Linked DNA regions of Mus musculus: region 1 is linked to region 2. Evidence: chromatin contacts called from public promoter capture Hi-C data. All regions are on one chromosome and are shown on one strand. The core of a region is the stretch at or near the end of the contact, and the rest is flanking DNA. Distances in the headings are between cores, read along the strand shown. Region 1 holds the start of Gmnc (geminin coiled-coil domain containing). Region 2 holds the start of P3h2 (prolyl 3-hydroxylase 2).

Region 1 (6,192 bases), core at 596-3,095, 890 kb before region 2:
CAGACACAGACACAGACACAGACACAGACACAGACACCACAGACACAGACACAGACACAGACACAGACACAGACAGAGACACAGGCACAGGCACAGGCACAGACACAGACACAGACACAGACACAGACACAGACACAGACACAGACACAGGCACAGGCACAGGCACAGGCACAGGCACAGGCACAGGCACAGGCACAGGCACAGGCACAGGCACAGGCACAGGCACAGGCACAGGCACAGGCACAGGCACAGGCACAGACACACAGAGACAGAAGAGAGAGAGACAGGGAGAAACTTAGTCTTAGAAAGTTGTAAACTTTAGATAAAAATGAGCCTATTGATAAAAACAATAAGTCCATTGTGGCCCATATTACGTGGAAACCTTTATAGTACAACAAACAATGTAGTGAAATGTTTAAATGTTTGTGCTTAAATCATAAATACTAGGAACTAGTTACTGGCTTGGTCCTTACAGGCACATACTACTCTTGTAAAGGACCAGAGTTCTGTTCCCAGCACCAGCATCCAGCTGTCCAGCAAGCTCACAACCACTGTAACTCCAAATCCAGGGGCATTTGATGCCTCTGGCCTCCTTGGCGCCTGCACCACAGGCACAAATCCATTGAGACACACACACACAGACACACAGACACACACACACACAGACACACAGACATACATGTTCACACATACAAATAGCAAAAGAAAATATAATGAGACAAGTCTGTTGCATATACGGAGACATAGTTATGAGAAAATATCCTATTTCATATGACTTGCTGTTGATCACTGAGTATGAATAAACACTATTTTATCTGATATATTTGTAAAAGTCACAGAATTCTTCAATTCTACAGTACTCTCTGTTTAGTTTTTAATTTTTTCATTTCTATAAAGTGCACTCAGTTGTTTTTTTTTTTTTAATCTAATAACCCACAAGCAATGTGATAACTCTTCTTCCAATTCTGTATACACCTGTGTTTTCCTTGAGGTAATTTGCACACAGAGGCCACACTTGCTGCTCTTATACACACTTTCTTGCAGCCCATTCCCCAAGGATTCTCTTATTCCTCTACTGTGGATCACATCAATAAAGAACGACATCTGTGCAGCTGATCATGGTGAGCCATTTCAGGTAGACCATGTGTTCTACCTTGACCTAACTTCTCATTTCTGTTCTCACCACTATGGCCAATTAATGCGAGACCTTTTAAGCAGCCAGTTGACTGGTCTGGTCGTGTGCCGGCTATCACCACAAGAGCTTAAGGGCCACAAATCTCTGTTATTACCAAGCTGTTGCTGCCAGAAGCACGCTGACTCCTGACAAAAAGAATAGATTAGGATCAGTCAAATCTCCCCCAGGCTTATCAGTGGGACTTTTAACCGCACCTTCTACCTCAAAGTTTCCCCTTCTCCTGCTTCCAAACACCTACGCAGCAGCAAGCTAACAAGGTGCCTGCCAAACCATATGTTCATAATTAGTTAACTTCTTTCCTGTCGCTAGAGGCACCACTCAGTCAGCAACAGCCGTCAAGGGTGTTGGGCATCCAATAAGACACAACCAGGCTGTACAGCCGCTCAGCCCAGCAGTAAAAGAGGCATACTTAATTCCAGCTGTGGCATTGTTAAGTGAATTAACTCTATCCTCAATTTAAAAAGCCAGCATGAAATCAAAGGGGACCTTGGAAAAGGAAAAAAAAAAATAGAGAGAAAATGAAAAAAAAAATGCTTGTAGGTTAACTCAAGAGTCCGGTGTGGTGAATGAAACTCAACTGGTTGGCCCATTCAGCCAATCATTGCAAGGCAGGTTTTTGGCATCAGTATTGCTCCTGGCACAAGTCTTCCTTTTATTTCCCAGTTCTGTGGTTAAGGTCTCCTGTTACAGACGGAGGGGACTGATGATATAATTGTTTATGAGCCAGCAGAACACATTTATAGGTAGTAGTGAGGTTTCCAGAGAGTAATGAGACGTTAAATGTTAGAGACAGTGGTGCACGATTCTGGCTAAGAAATTTCATCTCAAGGTAAGAGTGCTACATATAAACTTACATGTATGAATTTGCAGGTCTGGGCAATCTCTCTGGGAAATAGTTGTCACACAATGTGTGGGGGAGAAATGAGAACTTTCTGGAATTGTTTTAGTTGTTATTGACTGCACACAAAAAAAGCCCCTAATATTTTGAAAATGTATATATGGCTTTAAATGTGCCTATTCAATATAAATGGAAAGTTGATGAATACTTTTAGCAAATGTACATTCACATATGCATGCTGTGCCAAGCTTATCAATACAGCTTTTATTGAAGAAATAACACTAATAATAACAGCATCGAATAATATTGAATTTTGCTACCAGAATTTGGTAGCATTATTTTTTTAAAAACCTAGTATGACTATGTGGAATACATTTCTCAACTTTAAAAAAGGGTATATTTCCTGTAATTTAAATGTTACAATATTTTATTTTGAGTTTATATTCATGAATATATTATAGCAGTTAGAAAGAATAATCTTCATTGATGACATATATGGGACCAGGAATGTGGATATAAACACACGAGAAAGCAGAAGCAGTAGTTAAAATATAAAACTTAAGAATCCAGAAAATTAAATATAGATAGGAAACTGGCTACTTAAATAATGCTAATTTTAAGACTTGTGATTTTGTTGCTATTATTGTAAATCCTTTCATGAAGCAATCTGAGAATAGTCTACTGCCCCTTACAACTTAAGCCTCAGCTTGCGATCCAGTTTCATTGTCGATTACATAATCTCCACTATCATATTAAATAACCATTGAGGGTGGCAAGGGACTTGGGGCTTCTGAGTAACAGACATAATGATATGTGGCTTGAAGTGAATTAAGAAACAACTGATATGGTGTATAACCAGGGAATTAAAAGACATAAGTCAATGGGAAATTGCAGAAACCACAGATCGGTACAAGTTACAGGCAATTTTCTTAATAACCCTTTAGGATAATATTAGACAAGCTGCACAAAACCTCTTCACTACCCCCTGTGGGGCAAACTGGTTAACAATCAGAGCCAAAGGTTTGTTTTTAAACACAATTTGCCATCATAGAAAAAAATATTTTATTAGTGTCGCTAAGCAAGAAATAATTCTTTTTAAACCAAAAATAAAAGTATAAATTAATAAACTTACTTTTCCAGTTTAATCTTTCCTACATTCTTATTTGGGTGTGTTTTAATAAAAGAAAATTTAATTGACCCAAACTATAATCTTGTTTCAATAGCAAAAGACTTATTTGCGAGGTCATAGTGGGAGGTCTTTACAATTCACTTTCAGTGTGATTAATGTACAGTGAGATTTCACTTATTGTGAATATTATAACCAGGAACATAAGGAGGTGCAGATTAGACATGGGAAATTACATTGATTAGACACGGGGGACTGATTTTGAGAGCTCTTAAAATCTTTTAGCGTTTTTTTGCAGTAAGAAAAAGTGACTCGCTGAAGAAGGCGTTCGTGTGAGCTCACAGATGAGCATGATGCTTGACAAAAACTGAGCAGTGATGAGAATCACGGACTGGGCAACAAGAGGCTATGGAAGATGCTGTGTTCCAGGTTAGTGATGGGCTCCTGGCCAACGTGGTGCCAGTAAAACCGGTTAGAAAGAGGCAGAAACAAGAAATGCTAAGGACTGACTCAGAGGCTCTTTCTGGCAGAAGAGGGAGAGAGATGTTAATAATGCCAAACCAGCATGTGTTAATAAAATGTGAGTGTCAGAAAAAGCGTGAACACGAGTATATTAGAAGCCGGTTGTTGGTACACAGAATATGCGGAGTTTGCTGTCTGTCTAATTAGAATGGATCAGTGAGAATGCACAGCGAAGCAGAGGATAGGCAGGACCAGATGCCTGATGCTCAAGTGGAGCAGCTCTCCATTGGGATCCATTGTTGCAAAGAGAGTGGTGCATCCAAGGCAGTGTGTCTGGGTCCTAAAGTTTAGCGCCCTGTGTGAGGGAACAGCAGAGCCTACGTAGGTCAAGCCTACGATCAGGGATATTTGGAAAACGTTCTGAAAGCGGCTCTACAAGTCAATTCTGCACAGCCAGAAAAGGTAACAAAATTTTGTGAAGTTTAGAGAGCAAGCTTGAAGGAAACGGCTAGAAGTCAGAGAGTACTGGTATCCTTCAAATTCTTCTCTAAACCATGGGTGGTAAGGATGGAGTGACATCACACAGACAAAGGCAATGTTTTCCCGATGTTGGAACTTTGCAGCTATCATTACAGGGCAGCTTGAACAATGTGTCTTCCTTTCTAAGGTAATTCTATCTTTTTTTTTATAATTTATGTTTTATTCACTTTACATCCCCATCACAGCTCCACCACACACACACTCCTCTCCTCCCAGTCCTACCCTTACAACCCCCCCCCCATCGTCCCCTCCCTTTCTCCTTAGAGGAGGGGTCTGACCCCTTGGGTACCATCCCACCCTGCGATATCTAACACAGTTCTCAATCAGATTTCACCTGAGTGTTGCTTTAGCTTCATCACACACCTCATACGTGAAGTTTCTCTCTTTACCATTAATGTCAATGAAATAAGATCAGTGAGGTTTTGTAAGTAGAATTAAACACTCATTAATGAGAACACAAGAGCACAGTGTATCATTATTATTTTCAAGTAGGTTTTCACATTTTTTTGTGCACGTATGACCATGTGTGAGTGTGAGCAATGCATATGTGTGTCCGTGGAGGCCAAAGGAGAGTTTTAGGTCCCTTAAAACTGGAGCCATGAGGATTTGTGAGGGGCTTAGCAGGAATGCTGGGCACTGAACATACGTGCTCTGAAAGCACAGGGAGTGCTTGCAATAGCTGAGCTATCTCTCTAACTCCATAATTAACACTTTAAATATCAATATTTCTAAAATATTAACAAGAAAATGTTCAAAGTTATATGCATTCATAAATTCAAAGTGCTTATACATTTTTATTAGAGTAACTGTAATTTCATACTTATCTCAGTATCTCAGACAGTTTAACATTCTTTCTTCTCATACCAGATTATTACATGAATGTCTATTGAATAGATATATTAAAAACTAATTAAAGACATTTTCTGATGAGCTCAGCATTTTTCAGTTCTTCATTACAATGACTCCTATTCTGTCACCAATCTTTTCTTTCTTTTCCTTTCAACATTTTTCTCCTAGCTTTGTAGATTAAATAATAAGGTAAAATTTCAATTTTTGTTTTCCAGGGTTTTTTGAGGATTTTGTTTGTCAGGAAGCGAAAATGATTTCATGTTAGGCAAATGCTGTATCACCAAGCAACAGCCCCAGTTCTTCTCAGTATTTTAAATCTATAAAGCACTTTTAATATATTTATTCCTAACAAATTTTGATGAAAAATCCATCTTTTTCTATAGTTCTAAATATTTTATAATGTCCATTGTAACTTTTCTTTTTCAATGAATTTATTTTAGACATTTAATCATGGAGTTTGAATGTGTTTTAATTCATAATATTGATTTCTAAAGTTGTTAAAAATCCATTAATTTAAGCCGGGCAGTGGTGGCGCAGGCCTTTAATCCCAGCACTTGGGAGGCAGAGACAGGTGGATTTCTGAGTTTGAGGCCAGCCTGGTCTACAGAGTGAGTTCCAGGGCAGCCAGGGCTACACAGAGAAACCCTGTCTCACAAAACAAACAAACAAACAAAAATCCAGGAATTTACTATAGATTAAATATTAATCTTTGAATCCAGTAAAGCATTAAAGTAAAGACAAGATCTTATTGGACTTTATACCAATGATGAGGTGATGTGATCAATGGTATCATTCAAGAAAATAGAGTATTTGAAGAATGTACAAATTGACCATTTGACCAAAATGACATTAACAAGGAAATCTAATGGTTGAACATCCTGTTGATAGGGTGTTATAGGAATCAAAATCTAAGCCCACTGAATCCCCATTAGAATTATGAATAGTAATTCAAATTGGGATTTTGAAATTCCAGGAAATAGTATAAATTATACATTTCATGTTGATATGATTGTGAGACTCAGGGGTGTTTTATTTATTTATTTTGTTTCATGTTTAGCTTTTGCCGAAGGTACATGTTTGGGGAGAAAGCACAGTAGCCACACACTCATTAGAGCCTACTCTAGTGACCTGGATCTGCTTCATTCTCTCTGCTCCATCCATGTTACAATAATCATATTATCT
Region 2 (6,027 bases), core at 2,878-5,377:
CCTGCCTTTAAATGTTACTTGACCTTTTTCCCTTACTGCTTTTAATATTCTATCTTTATTTAGTGCAGCTGTTGTTCTGATTATTATGTGTCAGGAGGAATTTCTTTTCTGGTCCAGTCTATTTGGAGTTCTGTAGGCTTCTTGTATGTTCATGGGCATCTCTTTCTTTATGTTTGGGAAGTTTTCTTCTATAATTTTATTGAAGATATTTGCTGGCCCTTCAAGTTGAAAATCTTCATTCTCATCTACTCCTATTATCCGTAGGTTTGGTCTTCTCATTGTGTCCTGGATTTCCTGGATGTTTTTAGTTAGGATCTTTTTACATTTTGTATTTTCTTTGATTGTTGTGCCGATGTTCTCTATGGAATCTTCTGCACCTGAGATTCTCTCTTCCATCTCTTATATTCTGTTGCTGATGCTCGCATCTATGTTTCCAGATTTCTTTCCTAGGTTTTCTATCTCCAGCATTGCCTCATTTTGGGTTTTCTTTATTGTGACTACTTCCCTTTTAGGCCTTGGATGGTTTTATTCAATTCCATCACCTGTTTGGTCGTGTTTTCCTGCAAATTTTAAAGGGATTTTGTGCTTCTTCTTTAAGGTCTTCTACCTGTTTAGGAGTGTTCTCCTGTATTTCTTTAAGTGAGTTATTAAAGTCCTTCTTGATGTCCTCTACCATCATCATGTGATATTCTTTTAAAATCAGGGACTATCTTTTTGGGTGTGTTGGGATGCCCAGGACTGGGTGGGGTGGGAGTGCTGCGTTCTGATGATGGTGAGTGGTCTTGGTTTCTGTTAGTAAGATTCTTACGTTTGCCTTTCGCCATTTGGTAATCTCTGGAGTTAGTTGTTGTAGTTGTCTCTGGTTAGATCTTGTCCCTCAGGTGTTTATGTTAGCTTCTATCAGCAGTCCTGGGAGACTAGATCTCTTCTGAGTTTCAGTGTTCAGGGTATTCTCTGCAGTCAAGCTCTCCTCTTGCAGGGAAGGTGCCCAGATATCTCGTGTTCGACCCTGCCTCCTGGCAGAAGTTGTGATCCACTCACAGAGGTCTTAAGATCCCGTGGAGGGTCCTGTGGGTAGCTTTCGGGTGTCCGCAGACTCAGCGCCCAAGCTACCCTTGTGCTGATGGTGACCGGAAAGGACTTGTGCTCCTGATCAGGCCGGGTTTTCTGCTTCCCTATTTAATGCAGTCTCAGGTCCCACGCGATTGGATTGGAGCAGCAGCTGTGTCTACTCACCAGAGGACTTAAGATCCTGTGGAGGGTCTTGTGGGTAGCCTGCTGGTGTCTGCAGACTCCGCACCCAAACTACCCCGGTGCTGGAGGAACTAGAAGGGACCTAATCAAACTTTTAAAGGCACATCTTAAGCTTTTTGCAGAAAGCAGATAGACATACAAATCCCTATACTCCAGAATCTCAGGCTTTGAACATGCCCATAGCACATGGAGCCCTACCTCACAGACTTACTCCTCAGTATGAGGCATTTATAGAGACAGTGGTTTTTAACCTTGGTTTCAGAAAAGAAACAACTGGGAAGCATCTGCAAATCTCATTGGTTAGGTCGTTATCTTTGTCAGGGTTTCACTGCTATGAAGAGGCACCATGCCGGGCATGGTGTCACACACCTTTAATCCCAGTACTCGGGAGGCACAGGCAGGTGGATTTCTGAGTTCGAGGCCAGCCTGGTCTACAAAGTGAGTTCCAGGACAGCCAGGGCTATACAGAGAAACCCTGTCTCGAAAAAAAAAAAAAAAAAAAAAAAAAAAGGCACCATGACCAAAGCAACTCTAACAAAGAAGAGCGTTTAATTTGGGGGCTGGCTTACAGTTTCAGAGGTTCATCATTACCATTTTGAAGGAAAGAATGACAATATCCAGGGAGACGAGATGCTGGAGAAGGAGATGAGAGTTCTATATCTTGATCAGAAGGCAGCCATGAGGATGCTCTGATTTCATACTAGGTAGAAGTCAGGCATAGGAGGCCTCAAAGCCCACCTCCACAGTGACACACTACCTCCATCACCTACTCCAATAAGACCACATCTTCTGATAGTGCCACTCCCCATAGACTAAGCATTGAAACATGTGAATCTAGCAGAGCCAAAGCTATTTAGTACTACACTATACCAATTGAATCAGAATCCCTCAGAGCTAGGACCAAATATAAATTTTTATCATCTCATTCCAATGTTTTAAAAAATCTGAAGGGTTACTTAAGTGAATAATCAACCATATGTTGTAGAGAAGTACAACACAAAGCTTAAAAGACACGCCCCAACTGGGAGCCACTAGGTTGTTTGTGAGCTATGGACTATAGGCTTTGAATTCTGTCTAGGGTCTTTTCTCCTAAGTTTTTTTTTAGCTTTGTCCTGCAGAAGGTTTAGCAACTATTTTATCAGAGCACATTGAATTCCACTTAGTATGTTCTACATTTTTAGTTTGTATCAGACTCCTGTGACCTGTGTTCATTTCCTGCATTTCACTGTAAACTTGCAGAAGTGAGGACACTGGTATGATCACATCTTCTTTCCCCCATCATCCACACACCAGGGGCAGGCACTTAGAGATATTAATTTAGTGACACGTGTTCAGTGATATAGGAATGTCTATGATGTAGAGCTGAGACATGCAAAATTATCTTCACAGCTGATCTGTCTCCTAGATAGCATTTTTTATTCCGTGTGCTTCAAACCCTTCTCCAAATAGATCCATAATTTTAGACTCTGCCACCTTTATCTGAACAGTTCATCACCAGGAGAAAAAAAAAAAAAACTCTTTGCTAATTCTGGAGCACTGACCATCTAAGGCAAGATTTGCCATGAATGGAAATAGACAATTTTGAGAATTTTGGTGTAAAAATTAATATGTACATGAATCAGTTTTTTTTTTTCAGAGTTATTTAGCCAGCGCGGTTCATGGCCAAAAGGGTGAGAAACTCAACAAGAAGAAGGGAAAGGTTGCGACACTAGCCACCTTTTTTGAATAGTGACCATTTTACACAAAGACTTTCTTCAGCAAATTCGGGTCAGTTGGACAATATATGCGGTTCTTTCCCGTTGGTTATCTTTCCAATGGCCCAGAGACTGAGGTGAGATTCCCACAGACAGTTCCAGACAAACAGAAGTCCTCCCAGGGAATTGCAGGCTGGACTCCAGAGTCTAACACACTTTCCCCCCCTTTTTCTGGGAGTGTGGAGCCAAGGGACAGAAAAGAGGGGAACACCTTGGCTAAGAAGGTATTTATGACCCAACAGACGGGGAGGAACAGGAAAGCCTCCAGCTAGTTCCTTGGACTCTGGCAGCTGTTTCTGTCAAGTTTCCCACTTCTAGATTGATGTTCATTGCTTAAGTCCTGGGGTACTGGGTTTGTTAAACTGACTCTTTGTTCAACTCTCACAATAGGGATTTATGTCTGAATATCACTGGACATGTTGGGCATTTGGCTGCTTTGGATGAGGTAAGTAACAGAGGCCCAGTGCACATCTGGAAAACTGCCAAAGGCAGAACTTAATGTACAGCTCCACTTTCCTCCAGCGGTCTGAACAGGAAACTCGGGTTATTTATCGTTCTTGCCCAGTCTTCACATTCAATACAGGAACACATCCACACTTAGCCATGGGAGAAAGCAAGAGGGAGGAGACCCTGCCCTACAGGAGGGCGGGAAGCTTCTATTTTTGTGGGGCAGAGCTAGGTTCATCCTTTGCTTATTCTTAGCTGTATAAACTTGGGCAAACCCCTTTCTCCTCAAACCTACTCAACTGGCCAGGGGCCCTCCTCCCCTTCTCTAGAGCTTTTCAGGCAGTCTGAAATGCCCCTTCATGTTGCATCTAAGAGTGAAGGACTGCAAAGAGCAAGTCCACATAGATTCCAGAAAACGACTGTGGACCTCACTTCCCCAAGTGCTGAAGATAAAGCAACACCATCGTCTTCTGCCACCCACAAGGGACCCCACACGCAAAACTTGTCCCCAGGGGTCGGCCTCTCAGGACTGTGCTAGCTCTCAGGCAGCTGGAGCGCGGCTCGCGGAGGCTCGGCGGCAGGAGGAGCGTGTGAGCTGGAGGCGTCCCTTTAAGAGCGGCCAGCTGGGCGAGCCTCCGCCTCCAGGACCGCAGCGCTGCCGGCGGTCACCTGGGGCTGTCGCGCAGCGGGATCACGGCAGGATCGGCTCGCTAGCCCTCGGAGTTGGAGCGGGGCTCGAACGTGAGTTGCGGTGGGGCAGGCAAGAAGCGCGACGATCTCCCTCCACGGGTCCGGCGGAGGATGCGGGAGAGCACGTGGGTGTCGCTGCTGTTGCTGCTACTGCTGCCCACACCGCAGCGGGGCGGCCCCCAGGACGGTCGCCGGTCCCCGGAGCCAGAGCCCGAGCGCGGCCCGCTGCAGCCCTTCGACCTGCTCTACGCCAGCGGCGTGGCTGCCTACTACAGCGGCGACTATGAGCGAGCGGTGCGGGACCTGGAAGCCGCCCTGAGCAGTCACCGGCGCCTACGGGACATCCGCACGCGCTGCGCCCGCCACTGCGCGGCGCGCCGTCCGCTCGCGCCCCCCGGCGCCGGCCCCGGAGCCGAGCTGCCCTTCTTCCGCGCGGTGCTGGAGCGGGCGCGCTGCTCCCGCAGCTGCCAGAGCCAGCGCCTGGGCGGCCCCGCGTCCCGCCACCGCGTCAGCGAGGACGTGCGCAGCGACTTCCAACGCAGAGTTCCCTACAACTACCTGCAGAGGGCCTACATCAAGGTACTGAACGTGGCTGCGCCCATCGCGGGTGACCCTAGGGTTGGCTTTGTGGGATAGGGGGTGGGGTGGGAGGGAGCATTGCTCTACACTCCATCCAGCCTTTCGCAGTGGCTCTGCTTTGCGTGCAAGTAGAAGCCCAGAGACTAGACTAGATGAAAGTGGGCAGATCAGCTTTGCTCTCTGTCTCAGCGTCCTCTTCACTCGCAAAAATGGGCTGTGCCAAGAAGAGCATATCAAAAGTGTCTTTCAACACTTCGGTGGTTGTGCTCTACCTAGACCTAGAGTAAATTCTTTGACATAGCCCACTCCTGATCTCCTTTTAGCTATCCCTCTTACTCTGCAGTCTGATCTTCTAAGTTTAAGAAACGGCCCTAAACGGTCCTAAAAGTTATTTCTCTTCAACTAAAGAAGAGCAACGAGATAAAAAGTCGTGGAGGAATGATGCTTGAAGCTGTATGAGGCAATCTACTGAAAGTGCGGATTTCTTTGGTACTGGTTTAGGTTCCTGGGGTTCCCACCATTTAGGACCACTTCACCTCAGATGCCCAGCGCTCTCTGCTTTTACTTGCGTCTATGTACCTTCCCCGGAGTTGCTGTCAGGAGGTATACAATCAAAACTGGCATACCCCAGAGCCCCAGTTAAAAAGACCTAACTAGCTGCATGGCAAAAATGTAGAATGAATTACCCAGCCCCTCACTTCCACAAACTCATGTTTCTCAGGGTCACATTTCTTATGCCTATCTTTCTGAGTCAATATATCCAGGTCTTTCAGACAGCAGTGGGAGGAGTTAATATGGTCACAACAGAGACCAGATCTCAAGAGCAGTGTGCATGGTGCTGAGGTTCAGGAGTTGACTAGTTCGGGTCAAGGACTGACAGAGAACCCAGAATTCTCTCCAGGACATGTGTGTTGTCTGTTCTCTTGTGCTTTCCAATGGATTTGCTGAAGACATGTATCACGCATAAATCTGCCTTTTAGAAAGAAAAGGGCACAGTTTTTCCTGTTCTTTCAGAAATTAGTCAGTTCTGGGGGAGGGACTAAGCTGGTTCCCAGAGCAGAATGTGAGTGATCCTGTCGTGTGGTCCTTTTGAGAGTCTGGGCTGCAAGGGGGAGATGTGGCCATTTTGCTGATGAGTCTGTAGCTCGTGGCAAATAGATTTTCTCTTCTCCGGACGAACAGGAGAAGAGAAGGATGCATACTCATCCTGTGAAAATAAACAGCCATGCAGTCAGCATGTGGATTTCTGTGATTCTGTAGGCATATATTTTTATGTAATATTAACATTTATTTCTCATCCCCT

What was found. Promoter capture Hi-C pulls out the DNA fragments that hold promoters and counts their contacts.
Region 1: a promoter capture Hi-C map of stem cell-derived epiblast-like cells shows a contact between it and region 2, with 3 times the contacts expected there. The contact joins the promoter of Gmnc here to the promoter of P3h2 in region 2. A contact is called at or near these places in 4 of 39 promoter capture datasets (the 3T3-L1 cell line, embryonic stem cells, hippocampal neurons and 1 more) and 1 of 9 other capture datasets (pancreatic islet).

Annotation. Positions count from the first base shown.
Region 1 is chr16:26,987,305-26,993,496 of GRCm38.p6, reverse strand. Gmnc (geminin coiled-coil domain containing) reads left to right here and starts at 1,845. Exons shown (of 6, transcript NM_001013761.2): 1 at 1,845-2,024; 2 at 3,458-3,588. The coding sequence starts at 3,568.
Region 2 is chr16:26,103,913-26,109,939 of GRCm38.p6, reverse strand. It overlaps P3h2 (prolyl 3-hydroxylase 2), which reads left to right and starts at 4,127. Exons shown (of 15, transcript NM_173379.3): 1 at 4,127-4,724. The coding sequence starts at 4,257.